2 separate regions of the Gossypium hirsutum genome follow, and region 1 is linked to region 2. Evidence: chromatin contacts called from public Hi-C data. All regions are on one chromosome and are shown on one strand. The core of a region is the stretch at or near the end of the contact, and the rest is flanking DNA. Distances in the headings are between cores, read along the strand shown.

Region 1 (2,700 bases), core at 167-2,666, 100 kb before region 2:
GTCCATGTGGAACTAGAGTAGGAAGCCGATTGATGAGGTGAACTGCACAGTAAAACGCATAGCCCTAGTATGCCATAGATAGATTTGCTTGAGCCAAAAGGGTGATACCCATGTCAACAATGTGGTGATGTTTGCGCTCAGCCACTCTATTTTGTTCAGAAGTATGTGGACACGTTAATCGATAAATTATCCCTTGCGAAGCTAGGACAGACTTGAAGGCTCGATACTCTCCGCCCTAATCACTTTGAAACTATTTAATAGTCTTTCCAAACTGAGTTTTAACAATTGCTGAAACTGAACAAAATAGTGCACAATTTAAGATTTTCGACGAATCAGATAGATCCACGTAAAGCGAGTACATACATCAATGAAAGACACATAATACCAATTATTTTCACATGCAACAGATGCAGGGCCCCAGAGATCAGAGACAACCAAGGTAAAAGGATCACTATATTCAGTAGTGGAAACAGGAAATAGCAATTTATGTGGCTTCCCTTTTTGTCATGCGGTACATATAGCATCAAGACAATATTTATTCGAGGCAATACTACATTCGTCTAAAATAGCTTTAACAACACTAGCAGATGGGTGACCAAGACGGTTATGCCATAAAGAAAAAACATTACAATCCTTGGACGTATGCTGAAGCACAGATGAATTAGCAACTGGAGCTTCGACTGACTGAGTAGACATCACAGGCACCGAAAAATGGTATAGTCCATCACGAATGTGGCCCTTCAGCAAAGTTTCTCGTGTTATAATGTCCTTAATAACACAATATGTCGGATGAAATTCAAAAAACACACCATTGTCATTGGCAAATTGTGATACTGATAAGAGGTTTTTCCTTATACTTGGAACACATAAAACATTAGATAAGCATAGCAATTTAGACTGAGTGGGTAAAAAACTATGGCCAACCGACAAAATCGAGGCGGGTGTTCCATCACCTATTAAGAGAGAAGACGTATCTAAATACGGGGTAGTGTTATTCAGAGCCTATGGATCCCGACAAACATGATTACTAGCGCCAGAGTCAGGATACCATGACGCAGTGCCAACCGGCATAGGAATATATGACTCCATGCCATCACCATGAGACCCAAGCTGCGCGAAATTGATATGAGAACCAGAAGAGTCGAAGTAATCTGATGCATGAATATTACCTTCTCGAGGAAGCCCGATACACAGATCAGACTCGGAGTAAACACGAGATCGGGGTTTAGTTTTCTAAGGAATCGGTGCACCACCCGACGGACTAACATTCAGCTCCAAGCCAAAAGACAAATCAAATTGAACATGATTTGAGACAGGCCCAATAGGCATAGGTAGGGCATTTGGCCTTGAAAGCCCATTGTTTGGTTGATTTGTGTGCATCATTGGGGGGTTTGGCCTATTTGTATATAGCATGGACAGGTGTGGCATATTGATTTCATGCGGCCCATGTACAAGGACAATCTGCACCCCAACGTTCGGCCTAGTATAAGGATTCATAACAAGCTCTTTCTGAGGCACAAACCAATTTTGGCTATTGGCAATCCAATTTTAACCAACATCATTGGTGAACCGAGGGCGTCGTGGCTTATGAAAATACCATCTATTACCCATAATCGCGTCAAGCAACGCCTCCATAAGCAACCAATGAGACGGCCCTCCTTGGTGCGACACCGGAGCCACTACCGGTGACTACTATTCACGGTGGTACCGGTAATAACACCTTTGGACGATGTGACTGTACCTGCCACAGATCTGACATTGAAACCGAGAGCGAAAACCTCATCCACAACCATGAGAAGGCGAATGGCCAACACGAGGAGATCTGTCTACCGTCGGCGACGGAGTGCCTTCCACAAGATTCGCAGCAAACACGACCTCTTGAACCGTCTTCGCCTATCAAGCTTCACACTCAAGAAGAGCATCGACCAATCGTTGAAATGTTAACAGACCAAAGAGAGCGAGGTAGAGGATACGACGGCATCAAACTCGAAGGGCAGACCCGCAAGCGTGATCTCAGTCCTTTCGGCCTTCGAGATTTGAGATCTAGACGCTTTAAAAAGAGCATACAAGCTTTTTATTTTAGTAATATAACTTTTTATAGAGAGAATACCTTTTGTGAGAGAGTGCAGTTCGTGGCGAAACCATGACTGCTTTGTGTCCGTGTTCGCCGTAAACAAGTTGTTAGTCGTTATCCACACATCGCATGCGGTTTAGACATTTGTGAAGGAGGATAGGAATGAAGGGCTAATCATGGATAATAGCCACGACGTGAGGAGATTGTCTTGTTGATTGAAAATTGAAGCAAAAGGATTTGCAACGAGAGCACCGTCGGGTGCTTGAACGAACCTCATCGGGGCCGATAGGGTACCATCAAGAAACCCCGTCAAATCATAGCTGGCCACAATTAACTGCACTTGTTGTTTCAATTGAACAAAAGCTCCCTCGTTAAGCTTCACCACCTCATGCTTAGGGAAGGAATTTATGATCCGATTGGCAGTGAACACGGAGCCACTCGACTCAACAGAGTCGAAGTCAGTAGAATGTATGGTTGCCATAGCCAAGGATCACCAAGCGACTGATACTATGATAGAAGGTAGGTTTTTAAATGACTTTGTAACTAGCTAATCTCTATTCTGAAATTGAAGATGAACAAGACTGAATGCAAAATTATTCTGTTTTTGTTTCTTGAATGAATCCATG
Region 2 (2,700 bases), core at 37-2,536:
TTTCCTCGTCAAGTTTAGTTAACACATATAACCACTCCTCTGTCTTTCCAAGTTCTTTTCTCAAATTAAACAGTTGAGGGCTCATAACAGTCGCCTTCCACTTCTGTGACACCAACCTTAAATTGAAGTAGTGAATTCTAGGAAGTCGAGCAAGGATCTGCAATGACAGCTCATCAGGAAGACAAGGAATCAATCTTGAGTTATCTTCATTCAAGCATGAGGACTTATTTTTCTTGCACGTTCCACTTTGTAAGACCTCGTTGCAGTCATTTATCGAACTCCTTGGTGCAGCCAAGCTCAGAACAGCCCCCATGAATTTTAGCCTGCTTGCTGCAATGTTGATGTCATTGGACTTCCATTGATCAATGAAAATGTTACAGATGAAAGAACCGAAGTAAAACTATAAGATGCAATGCTCATTATTAGACCCAACAAATGCATCTTCAGGCCATTCTTTGACTTTCAGCTAGCACAAACTTAACATAAATCAAAAGGAAACACCCTTTACTCCTCTTTCTTCTCCTAAAAGCCAAGCCAAAGTCTATGAAATTCGATTCAACTATTCCCCCAACCTCTAAAGTCTCTACCCCCAAAAGAAAGGAAGACAATATAATTAAACTAACATAGCATTGGACTAAATAATTCATTTAAACCAAGTTCCCTGCAATTGTGTTCAAAGATTAATCCCCATCACCTCCGCCCCCCCCAAAAAAAAAATTACATAGAAAACACTGCAAAAAAAGAAAAAAGAAAAAAGAAGACCCTCTTCCCCAATTTACATCACCCATCAATACAAAGAAGAAAGATATATAACACTTCTAACTCAATTTCAGATCAACCCACCTAATGATCATAAAACTTTCACTGCTAATCATACTGTTAATTTTTCCCAAACTCAACCATTCTACTTCAACGTCATCAACAGATAATTAGTGAAAGAAACAGAAAATTTTTACAAAATAAAATCAAATGCAAGAAAAAAAACCATAATTCAGAATTTTAAAAGAATTGAAGGAGAAACCGCATGAATTTCAGGTGCATTTACTCGGATCTTTAACTGGAACAAAAATAAATAAATAAAGGAAGGGTTGAGTGAAAAATTACCTAACACTCAGAAAATAGTAACATCCAAATTAGCAAGTGAAGCGATCTATCAAACCCAAAAGCGAATTTTGTTGGGACACTGTGTTTGCAATTGTAAATACTAAATTGCAGTTCATTTCTGGCTGCTCGAAATACATATAAATAATAAACAGAATCAGCAAAAAATAAAATAAAAATTTAGGCAGACCGATCATGATAAAATAATAACAATAACGTTTGTTTACGCTTTGCCACGTTTACAAACAATGCCAACGTGTATCACAAAAATCAGGATTTTTTATTTTTTCCTCATTTCTTTATTAGTCAACGTGTAAATTGATTATATTTTATTATTCTTACATGTGACATCTCATTAATGGTTGTTGTTAAAGTTGTGTTTTCACATTACGAGGTTCTTTTCGTTTAGGCCCATAAATCTTTATGGGCTCATTAGGCCCAGGATTAGTTTCACCCCTTTCATTTTCATCTTTAAATTTTCGGATTTAAAATAAAAAATGGAATTCTAGAATTGGTTAAAATGTGATGTTACTTCTTATACTTTGACAAAATTTGAGATTTAGTCCTTGTTCTTTATAAGTTAAAAATTCAATGTCAGACTTTTTCAATTTGAAATTCGAGTTCAATCATTATCGTCATTGGTAATTTTTATCAAATTGTTTTGCTCGGTACAAAGGAAAGAAAATTAGAAAGATGGAAAATTGAAGGATTGGAAAACTATAAGGATGAAAAATATAAATTTTCTTTTCATAAGTGTGCTTGGTAGGATAGATGGAAAAATAGAAAAAAAATACAATTTTCTTTCTCTCTGTTATTTGGTAGAGTTGAAAAGTAAAAGAAAAGAAATTAAAACAATTGAAAAATATTTAATTTGAACTAACATACACTTGTCTCTCATTTTCTTTCCTTTCATAGTTCCAATTTGAAAGAATTGATTTTTTATGTATTAAGACGAAAAATTATCACTCTTATTTTCTTTCTTCTCACTTTTCTTCCTGTAACACCCCTATCCCGTATTCGTTGCCGAAATAGGGTTTCGGGGCATTATTAGAATTTACATATCATTTAACAAAAAATTTTAATTAAATACTTACTGATTCAATGCATCATATAAATAAACATATTACCGTTCAATCAATAACTTGGCACTTGTTTAAGTATCAAACAACAACATTGTTAGTATACTTGTACATATTTCATATAATTTCAACATTGATATACCTATTTTCTCGACATATCACACTTAAGTTTAATAATGATTCTTAATTTACATAATTTTCTTCTATTAACATATCAAAGATAATCATATATGTACATGTCACGAAACATATTATTCTCTTACCATTTCTTCATAAGCATATATCATTCATTTCGTTATATAAAAATTTCATACACCATCATTTCCATATATCTTATGTATATTTATTTCGGTAATTGTTCATGTTAAGCTTAACATAAATTAAATTCCATGTACCTATATTTATTTCATTTATCTATCTTCTTAATTGTTTCATACAACTATTTTGTACATATATTTTCATATGACCAATTCTTGTAAACATTTCACACAACCATTTTGTATAACCAATTCATATAACC

Evidence for each region. A called contact is a pair of places that touch in the nucleus more often than the background predicts.
Region 1: a Hi-C map of leaf shows a contact between it and region 2, with 2.4 times the contacts expected there. The contact joins the enhancer-like site here to the promoter of LOC107962472 in region 2. A contact is called at or near these places in 9 of 34 Hi-C or Micro-C datasets (cotyledon, fibers, hypocotyl and 2 more).

The regions. Positions count from the first base shown.
Region 1 is chrA06:6,302,262-6,304,961 of Gossypium_hirsutum_v2.1, reverse strand. No RefSeq gene overlaps it. Among protein-coding and RNA genes, the nearest start is that of LOC121230362, 16 kb to the right of the region's middle. Within about 2 kb of position 1,416, at least 7 of the 9 cell types and tissues checked have an H3K27ac peak or open chromatin away from gene starts, as enhancers often do. A contact at or near this core is called in cotyledon, fibers and leaf, where this site is marked.
Region 2 is chrA06:6,200,039-6,202,738 of Gossypium_hirsutum_v2.1, reverse strand. LOC107962472 (F-box/kelch-repeat protein At1g22040) reads right to left here and starts at 1,286. Exons shown (of 2, transcript XM_016898881.2): 1 at 1,105-1,286; 2 at 1-330. The coding sequence starts at 313.